Linked DNA regions of Rattus norvegicus: region 1 is linked to region 2. A link is a contact called in public Hi-C data. All regions are on one chromosome and are shown on one strand. The core of a region is the stretch at or near the end of the contact, and the rest is flanking DNA. Distances in the headings are between cores, read along the strand shown. Region 1 has its middle 29 kb from the start of Zdhhc7. Region 2 has its middle 21 kb from the start of Crispld2.

Region 1 (5,553 bases), core at 1,699-4,198, 79 kb before region 2:
TGAGAAGCCTTCCCTGCTTGGGGATGGGCAGGGGAGGGGAGAAGGGGGAGAAATTTAGAAACATTAACCTAGTCTTTCCTCCTTAGATACCTCCGTGTTCTGTGTGGTGGCAACACTGGTTTTCAGCAGGCATGGGACTTGCGTACAGTTTCTGTTTGCCCACAGGACGCCAGGTTTCCTTTAGGTTTTATTTTAAACATCAGTCCAAAGGGAATCTCAAAACACACCCAGTGAAGTCACATGGGTGTCATGTCCTCTGCTGGCCTGCCCCCAACCTGGAGAAGAACACAGGACCTACAGATATTTACTGTCTTAGCCACAGGGAGTGAGCAAGTTTGGGGGTATTTCCAGGAGACGCCCCACTTTCTGTCTGAGGCAGGAATAGTGAGGTATGGGGCCTAGGAGCCTGGGCTGAGGAAGGCTGCTGGGTAGCATGGTCTAGGACAGCTGGAGCTGATACAACACTAAGCTCATGTTGGGCCCACAGACATCAGGGAACAGAGTCTGCAGCCACTGTACAGGTTCCTGTTCCTACCATGCTTGTCTGGGAAACCACTGTTAAATATTCACTAAGAAGATAACTTTGATTTATTGTTTTGATTTTTTTTGAGAGTTTCTTATAGCCCTTATGTAGCTGAAGCTAATCTTGAACTCCTGTTCTTCCTGCCTCCACCTCCCAAGTGCTGGACTGCCGGTGTGTATTTCCAACTGTGCAAGATGATACTGACTTATATAAAATATTTCTATTCATCCAAGAGCTAACAACCTTATTACATCAATTGATCATTTAATATAATAAAGTAACAAACACAAATGGATGATTGAAGGGTTTGGAGAAGGCCTCTTCTGCACACTATTTTCCCCAAAGACACAGGAAGATGGAGGGGTCTAGCTGAGGCACTAGTGGGTGTGCGCTTCCTCTGCTAGGTGCCTTGGTGGCCTTGGGGTAGCATTTGAAGATGGCCAGGAAAGTCAGGAGATGAACAGTGAGGTGAGAGACTGGGGAAAACTGTGCTGGGTATACAGAATGGAGGAAAAGTTGTGCTGGGTATACAGAATGGAGGAAAAGTTGTGCTGGGTATACAGAATGGAGGAAAAGTTGTGCTGGGTATACAGAATGGAGGAAAAGTTGTTCTGGGTATACAGAATGGAGGGAAAGCTGTTCTGGGTATACAGAATGGAGGGAAAGCTGTTCTGGGTATACAGAATGGAGGGAAAGCTGTACTGGGTATACAGAATGGAGGGAAAGTTGTGCTGGGTGTACAGGACAGAGGAAAGTTGTGCTGGGTTTACAGGATGGAGGGAAAGCTGTGCATGGTATATAGGACAGAGGGAAAGTTGTGCTAGGTGTACAGGACAGAGAAAAGCTGTGCTGGGTATACAGGATGGAGGGAAAGCTGTGTTGGAGTGTACAGGATGGAGGGAAAGTTGTGTTGGGGTGTACAGGATGGAGGGAAAGCTGTGTGGGGGTGTACAGGGCACCAAACTGAGGACCTTTAAAAATTTTTTTTAAACAGGCCTTACTTTTGTGCCTCCCAGCGAGAAGGAAGATCTACTTTTGTGAGGCAGCCATTGCTGCCTCCCACCAGCCATTGCTGCCTCCCACCAGCCATTGCTGCCTCCCACCAGCCTTTTGTTTTGTTTTGTTTGTTGTTTTTTTTGTTTTGCTTTGCTTTTTTTTTTTTTCTGGGGCTGGGGACCAAACCCAGGACCTTGCGCTTCCTAGGTAAGCGCTCTACCACTGAGTTGTTTTGTTTGTTGTACTATGGATCTTAGATGTTGCACTGCCCAAGCTATAGCTCTGGTGAACATGGCAGCCAGGAACCGCCCTGGGCTAACATCTCACTGCTACTGAGAATTCACGTGGTTTTATTTAAATTCAAAATAACAATAAAAGCACTTGCCATTTGTACCCTTCACTGTCTGCTCATTCCTTTATGGAGGATGATGGGGTAGGAATCTGGTTGAAGACAGGAGTTGGTCTATGTTGACCTCAGTTACACTGGGCCACTCAGATTTCTCTATCCAAACATGTCCATCTCAGCATCTGAACTTCAGCATCTCCATATCAGCATCCCCATCTCAGCATCACTGGCTTCAGGCTGGGTACTGAGTGTCTCATTTCAGTCTCTGAAACTCAAGGCACTCACAGGGACTCTCCCCCTGATCGCCCCCCATAAGCTGACAACAGTGTCTAGCAGTGCTGGGCACCTGTGGACATCTCTGTGGTCTTTGACCTCTGCAATGAGTATGCTCCTCACTCTGGATGCTTTTGAGTAAAACAGATACACCAAGGACGTGATCACTGTTGGAGCACACGTGTGGTACGTGTGAGCTCTGCAGTCCCAGTCTGAGGCCACAGAAAGAAGAAAAAGAGAAAAGTGCCTTCTTCATAAGTTCACCCTGGCTGCCTCTGTCGGCACAGCACAGGATGACTCTGTGGCATCAGTTTCCCCTTGGTAAATGTCACGGGAGCATAAGTCTGGCCTGCTAGATGTGCTACAGATGAAGGAGACAGCCCAGTTCCACACCCATGCCTGGCACAGAGGCTGTGTGGTGCACAGGTGGGCTTGGGGCCATCACAGCATTGCATTAGCCTCATGCCTTTCTGGTCAGGTGGGTGAGGAGGAATTAGAGTGTGATGGAGACAAAGAAGAAGCCTGTGCCCAAGCTCAGCAGTTCCGGAAGGTCCCTCCCAGCCTCTGGACTGCAGCCTGGCCTCCTGCTTGCCTCTTGTTAACGAGAGCTGAGTGGCAGGTGGTGGATTGCTTGCAGATGGCAAGGGGGCCAAAGGCAGCTAAGATGGGCCAGTGGGGCCAGGACCTCATTTAGACAGATGTGTGGGATGATGTTGAATCCAGGCCACAGCTGAGTGAGCAGAGGGCAGGAAGCTGACCAGGGTTGTTCCGGGCTGGACAATGTCTTCCCAAGTGGAACCTGAATCCGCTTGGTGAAGAAGATACAGTACTTGGAGAGAGGCCCAGGTCTTCAGCCAGTGACTGTGGGCTACACATAACCTGACCCAAATAGAACCGCAGGAAAACAGGGCCAGTGATGCCGGGCCAGAGAAGTTTCCGGACCTTGTCCAGACCAGGAGGTAGAAGGGCCCTGCTACCTTTCTCTCCTTCCTTTCTCTCTTCCTTTTTGGTAACTGTATTAGTTGATTTTATTTTTTAAATCCCTGTGACCACAGTGCCTGACAGAATCAAAGGAGAACCAGTTGGTTAAGCTCATGGAGGCTTCCAAGGCCTCCCATCCACCACATAAGAAGCCATGCTTGGATCATGGCTTTGGGAGGAGATAGGAGGCCAGAAGGGTGGTGTGCTTTTAAGGGCATGCCCCCTGTCCCACTTCCTCCAGGTATGCTTTCCCCTAAAAGCTCTATAATCTCCTCAAATTAGTGTCACTAGCTGGGGACCTAGCACTCAGAATGTGGTGGAGACACATTTTAGGTTCAAACTAAACAGTAGCCTTATATTTTGATATTGTGTGACTTCCTGGGGAAATGTGAAGAAAGGCCCATTTCCCCAGATACGGCACTGTCGACAGATCCACCAAAGTCCAGCATGGTGAACCAGTGAGCTTCTCCTGGGTCACAGGAGCATGGGTGGCTCAGGCAGCTGAGCATGGGTAATGTCTCCAAAATGAATTCTGGGGTGGTGTTGGGTCCCTGAGCAACTTGCAGACAGCAGTACAGGAGAGTGTCCTCCAGCAACTGTGTCTTGCTCATATAAGCATGGGGTGGAGCCTTGGACATCTCGGAACTTTCTAAGCTTCTGTCATTGAGTCTTAGGAACCTCTGTCTTCACTGGAAGAAGGACTGTTTCTCTTCTGAGGAAAAGGCTATTCGGCAGGTAAATTTCAAACTCACAGAAGACTAGTCAAACCAGTCAGTCAGCCTCATGCAGACTCATTGAAGGTTTAGACTGTGACCCTCTCTGCATCACTACCATCCACAGTCCTTTGACCACATGCACACATGTACACATACATGGATTTTCTCAAGACACTCGATGGCAGGTCATAGCCACACACACTCTTGCACAGGGACACTTCTGTGAAGAACTTCAAGAAGCAGCCTCCTTTCCTAACACACTACGCTTAGTAATGACGCAGCCCTTCTCTATCCTGAAATGTCTTTAAGTTTTTACATCCATTTATGTTGGTAAGTGTCTGGGCATGCTTCTAGAGGTTGGAGACAATTTTTGGAAGCGATTCTGTTCCCCCATTCCACTACGCATGTCCTGGAAATCAAACTCACGTCATCATGCTTGGTCATGGCTTGGCAGCAAGCACCTCCTTACCCTCTGAGCCATCTCACTGGCCCATTATGTCCCCTCCTTGGCTTTGGGATACTGATCTGAGTGTTTGGACAAGGCGTTCTGCAGTCTGTCCTCAGGATGAGATGTCTCAAGCTTTTTTTTTCCTTGTCTTTTGAGACAGGGTTTCTCTTCATAGCCCTGGTTATCCTGAAACTCAGTGTGTAGACTAGGGTAGCCTCAAATCAGAGATCCTCCTGCCTCTCTGTCTTCCAAGTGCTGGGATTGTGGGCCTGCATCACCATGCCCAGCTTTCAAGATGAGCTCTGACTTAAGTATTCAGACAAGGCCAGCACAGAGAGTCCTGGGTCCTCCTAGGGTGTCTTGTGAGGCGACATATAGTGGGGAGTTGTCCTAGTACCCCGGATCAGTGTGGTCACCAATGGAGCCTGGTTCAGCCATGCCTGTCTGCTGATGAGTTCAAATTCCCCTCTTTATAAATAAGAAATAATTGGTGGGGAGATGCTTTGAGTCTATAAATATCCTATTGTTTGAAAACATTTTTTAAAAAAGATTTATTTAGTTTAGTTATAAAGAGTACACTGTCACTGTCTTCAGACACACCAGAAGAGGGTACCAAGATCCCATTACAGATGGTTGTGAGCCACCATGTGGTTGCTGGGAATTGAACTCAGGACCTCTGGAAGAGCAGTCAGTGCTCTTAACCACTGAGCCATCTCTCCAGCCCCTGAAAACTTGTCAATCTGCAGTTTGAGCATGCTCTGATGACCTCGCCCCTCCAGACCTACTGTGTTTACTAGTTGTGCATATTAGGGTCAGAAGTATAAGGCTCCCAGAAGCTTCTGGAAGGAGAAATGAGCTGTTTGTGTGTCAGGCCGGGGAATTGATGCCACCCTGGGATGGGGGCACTGCTCATGTGAGCTCTTTCCCCATGTGAGTCACAAGGGGGGATATGACATTTCCCAGCCTCTCCACCTCCTTCCCAGACTGAGCCAGTGTGGCTGTAAGTAGCATTTTAGCATAGCCTGTGGGCGGTAGGGGTGCCTGTCGGGAGCCATGCATTTGGGATACACTGAGCTGTGTTCCGTGATGCACTGGGGTGGGCCACCCTGCTGAGCCTCATCGAGTCTCTAGGATCCACTGTTGGTCCCTCTGGGGCAAGAATCTGTCCATTTTCAGGTCAGTAGTACAGATTCTTCACATTTACCATGTGGAATGGGAATGGGGGTCCCCCAGAGTCAGAGAGGCCATGAGGGGTCCACAGGGAGCCCCT
Region 2 (5,221 bases), core at 2,445-4,944:
CTGCTGCCAATGCCCGGGAACATTTAAGTCTTGAATGCAGAACAGGATAAACTGGGTCTTAGTTCCATATCCACCCAGGAACGGGAATGGATGAGGAACAGGGTTCTTCTGGGACCCAACATTTGAGCAGGAGTGGCTTGACGGTAATAAGTCCCAGGCTCTGGGTGGCCCCACCACATTGCCCTACTGATGGCTTTTCACCTTGCAAAGCTCTTTGCTGGCATGGTGTGGCTCTTAGACACCCTTCCCCAACCAAAACATTCTACATGCCTGTCATAGTCAGGTCATATCGCCATGCCAAGTCTCTCCCCAGCTCCAGAACCACCAGCTCTCTCTCTCCTGCTCTTCCTCAGTTTCCTTTTTCCCTCCCCTCTGTGGCCTTCTCTTCTAATCTGCCCCATTTCTCCTTCACCAAAAATTGTTTCTGTGTGTCAGGAGCTATGCACGGGAACTTCAAGGGCAACTTCTTGACAGCTTCTCACAGACTGGTGGAAAGGGGGCTCTGTTTACAGATGGGTACACTGGGTACAGGCAGGGTCACCTGGTTGTCCATTGGTGAGACTGGGTCCCCAGCCCAGACAGCCTGTGCCGGACCCCCCTACTATGTCTAAATGCATCTCACCAAGATTGCTACCTTGAGACCAAATTACCCAGGGAAGATATGGTGGGGGTGGGGAGAGCAAGTTGGGACATGGTGAGATCCCCAGGATTGTAAAGAGGACCTGAGAGCTCCTTTCCTCGGGGCCCCTCCCTGCCCTCAAGAACACAGGGAAAGGGGGTTGGGGATTTAGCTCAGTGGTAGAGCGCTTGCCTAGGAAGCGCAAGGCCCTGGGGTCCCCAGCTGGGGGAAAAAAAAAAAAAAGAACACAGGGAAAGGCCACCTGTGAGCTGAGAAGCTGCCTTTGACAGCCTCACTGCCCAGGTTCCACTGTGTATAACCCAGTCACCTAAATGGACCAGGACAGCCTATCACCTCGGCCTCTAAGTCATGTGACAAGCAGATTAGATAATTTGTATTTACACAAGATGAATACATTGGATACTTTAGGACTATTTCTTGTTGATATAGCGGCGGGGGTGGGGGGTGGGGGGTACTTAGCACTGCTGTGTAACAAATCGTCCTGTATTATAGCTGCTTGGAGGGAGATTTTCCAGTTGTGTAATGGTCATTTGGTGCTAATGATATATGTGTATGTATTCATATTATTCATATAGACCTGTTTTGATACCCAGCATTATGACACACACACACAAACACACACACACACACACACACACACACACACACACACACACACACACACGCACGACATCTTTAACAGCCTATAATGTAGTAGATGAGAGAATCTGGAAAGATGTCGTTAGTTTCTTCCTTCAGGCCCCTCATTGGCTGCAGTTAGCTGTGGACTGGGGCTAGACACTGAGAGTAGTGTTTGATATTGACTGTGGGATGGGAGGGATCCCAGCGGGGTTGCTGGGCTGCAGTGGCTTCAGCCTATCCAGTGGACAGTGTCAGGTGGTCAGACACGTGGTGCCTAGCTGTCCCAAAAGCAAGCATCCTCGAGAGCCAGGTGCCTTGGGAGAGCCTTCAATGACCTAGTGTTGGAGCCATGCTTCACTCTGTTGCTAAAACCACAGAGGCTAATCAGCTCAAGGAGATGGGCACAGACCACAGCCCTACACAAGTGGAGTTGAAGGAATTTGCAGAGTTCTTAAAAAGAAGTCGGGTTGGTGATTTAGCTCAGTGGTAGAGCGCTTGCCTAGCAAGCGCAAGGATCTGGGTTCGGTCCTCAGCTCTGGGGGGAAAATGTAAACAAAATAACCAATTAAAAATTATATATATATATATTGTGTGTGTATATATATATATATATATATATATATATATATATATATAGGGCTGGAGAGATGGCTCAGCGGTTAAGAGCATCGACTGCTCTTCCAGAGGTCCTGAGTTCAATTCCCAGCAACCACATGGTGGCTCACAACCATCTGTAAAGAGATCCGATGCCCTCTTCTGGTGTATCTGAAGACAGCTACAGTGTACTTATATGTAATAAAATGAATAAATCTTTAAAAAATAAAATAAAATATAAAGTTGGCCATTCATGTAAACATTATTTAAAAGAAAAAGTCCACAGATGGCCTGATACCATACAACTGCTCCATTAAAAACAAGGTGTCGGTCTTAGGGGCTGAGCACCTAACCTAGTGCGGAGCATCTAACCTAGTGAGGAGCACCTAACCTAGTGAGGAGCACCTAACCTAGTGCGGAGCACCTAACCTAGTGAGGAGCACCTAACCTAGTGCGGAGCACTTAACCTAGTGAGGAGCACCTACCCTAGTGAGGAGCACCTAACCTAGTGAGGAGCACCTACCCTAGTGAGGAGCATCTACCCTAGTGAGGAGCACCTAACCTAGTGCAGAGCACCTACCCTAGTGAGGAGCACTTAACCTAGTGAGGAGCACCTACCCTAGTGAGGAGCACTTAACCTAGTGAGGAGCACCTAACCTAGTGCGGAGCACCTAACCTAGTGCGGAGCACCTACCCTAGTGAGGAGCATCTAACCTAGTGAGGAGCACCTAACCTAGTGCAGAGCACCTAACCTAGTGCGGAGCACCTACCCTAGTGAGGAGCACCTAACCTAGTGAGGAGCACCTACCCTAGTGAGGAGCACTTAACCTAGTGAGGAGCATCTAACCTAGTGCGGAGCACCTAACCTAGTGCGGAGCACCTAACCTAGTGAGGAGCACCTACCCTAGTGAGGAGCACCTAACCTAGTGAGGAGCACCTAACCTAGTGAGGAGCATCTAACCTAGTGAGGAGCACCTAACCTAGTGAGGAGCACCTAACCTAGTGAGGAGCACCATCTGTGTCATGACAGACTTGAGCCTCATTCTTCATGCACATGCTCCAGTTGTGTGCCTTGGCTTAAGTCACCTGACCTCTCTGAGGAGCACCCGGGAGCTCCCCGTCAACCTGAGCCAGTCAGAGTGAATTCAAAACTCCAGCAGCTCCCCCAGCCTTGAGAAAGTTGCCAGCCTTTGCGAGGCTAAGGGTCCTTCCAATGGTGACCATCACAGCCAATCCCCCATCCCCACCCTCAGTTTTTCAATCATTAAATGGTTAATGTGGAAACCACCTGAGCATAATGTCACATCAAGGATCAACATAGGTGCTGCCAGAGCCACGGGGCTCTTGGAAGTTCAGCTTTCATCAAATTTCTCAGACTTTTGCAATCTCAGGATGTAATTTCTTTACAAAGGAAAAGAGAAAACTTACAGCCTTTGTATTTGAATAATGGTAACGTGGGCGTTGCGGATGCCTGGGAAGTTCCAGGAGAAAGGACCAAGATCCATGTAACTGTCCCCAGGAGAGATTTCCTGGGAAATCCTAGCAAGAATTTGCCCTAGCCCTTGTGACCTGGGAGAGCGTTGGGTTCTGGGGAAGGGAAAGTCCTTCTAGGCCTGAGGGAGACAGATCTGAAAAGATCTGCTGCAGCCTGAAGCCGCATGACCCTGAGCTTGAAGCACTCTCCCCTGCCAGGGAACAGTTGAGAGGACAAGGGACTCCATCGGGCTGCAAAATAGAAGTGATAGTGGTCTGGTGATCTGATCCTTCGATGCAGAGCTGCGGGCTCTCCTGACTGTGTCTGTCTCTGGCTGCTGGCTCACTTCCCACCGGAGTTCTTACTCAGTAACTATTTTTATCAGAGCTCTTGAGCAGGACACAGAACATTAAGGCCAGGGAGTCCCACTGCTCACTGGCTTCTGTGTACCAAAGAGCGGCTGCAGAACGTCACCAGGCCACAACTGCGTCAAAGACCACTTTGTGATGGGCACAGCTCTGGAAGAGCCACTGAGATGGTGAGGCTTCGCCTCCGTGTGCTCATTCCTCTGGGTGAGATTGATACTGGCTGCGTGGACAAGCAGGTACATGTCGGGGTTCACACCTCACTCTGACAAGAGCTCTGAGGACACTGGTGCCAAGATCCTATGAAATCAAAGTTTCCAGTGCTGGGACCCCCTGAGTAAGCTTCACAGAGGGGCTACATTGAGGACACAGGATAACAGGGAGCGCAAGCCCACCAAAACACTCTAAGGACTGAGGTGATCCCAGACAGGTGCTAGAGGCCCAGAAATCCTTTTAGATGCCAAAATTCAAGTCGGCAAGGGGAGAGAGTTAGGAGGCAGAATCATTGAGGGTGAGAGCAGGAACCTTCCAAAAGGGCTGAAGAAGAGGGTCACCTTTTTGTCATCCACCATACAAAAGATGTTACTTTGGAAGCAGCATGAGGCCCTCACGAGACTGCCTGGACCTGGGCCTTCCTGGACCTCAGAACTATGAGAAGTATTTGTTTATTGTTTGTGAGACTTGGAGTGTGGTTCAGAGGTAGAACACTTGCCAAGTATGTGTGCGGCCCCTTGGTTCAATGTCTAATATTATCAAAAAAAATTCTAATTAAAAAATAAACTTCTGGGCTAGAGAGATGACTCAGCCGTTAAGAACACTGACTGTCCTCCCAGAGGTCTTGAGTTCAATTCCCAGCAACCGCGTGGTGGCTCACAGCCATCTATAATGAGATCTGGCGTCCTCTTCTGGCCTGTAGGCAAACGTGCAGAAAGGACGCTGTATACATATTAAATAAAATCTTTTTTAAAGTGAATAAATGGATTTCTGGGGGTTGTAGAGATGGCTCAGAGATTAAGAACGCTTAGCTGCGGGCTGGAGAGATGGCTCAGCGGTTAAGAGCACCGACTGCTCTTCCAGAGGTCATGAGTTCAATTCCCAGCAACCACATGGTGGCTCACAACCATCTGTAATGGAATCCGATGCCCTCTTCTAGTGTATCTGAAGACAGCTACAGTCTACTTGTATATGATAAATAAATAAATCTTTAAAAAAAAAAAAAGAACGCTTAGCTGCTTCTCGGAGAATCTGGGTTCAGTTCCCAATCCCCAGAACCCCCTGCAATTCTAGCTCCAGAGGGATCAGATGGCCTCTTCTGGTCTCTGTGGGCATCTGCATACGAGCTTGTGCACATACATACATACATACATACATACATACATACACATTATTAATAAAAATAAATCTTGAAAAAAATTTAAGTCTCTGATGCTTTTGTTTTAGCAGCACAAACAGTAGAAAGACAACTGGTCATGGTGGCCCCAGTGCCTTGGGTTTAATTTTCTCTAGGACCTTAACTAATGTGGTCCA

What was found. Hi-C and Micro-C count contacts between places; a contact is called where the count stands out from the background.
Region 1: a contact with region 2 is called in a Hi-C map of psoas muscle, with 2.1 times the contacts expected there. The contact joins two enhancer-like sites. A contact is called at or near these places in 7 of 12 Hi-C or Micro-C datasets (Schwann cells, frontal cortex, hepatocytes and 4 more).

What each region holds. Positions count from the first base shown.
Region 1 is chr19:65,033,671-65,039,223 of GRCr8, reverse strand. No RefSeq gene overlaps it. Among named protein-coding and RNA genes, the nearest start is that of Zdhhc7, 29 kb to the left of the region's middle. Within about 2 kb of position 2,948, at least 5 of the 93 cell types and tissues checked have an H3K27ac peak or open chromatin away from gene starts, as enhancers often do.
Region 2 is chr19:64,955,579-64,960,799 of GRCr8, reverse strand. No RefSeq gene overlaps it. Among named protein-coding and RNA genes, the nearest start is that of Crispld2, 21 kb to the left of the region's middle. Within about 2 kb of position 3,694, at least 20 of the 93 cell types and tissues checked have an H3K27ac peak or open chromatin away from gene starts, as enhancers often do.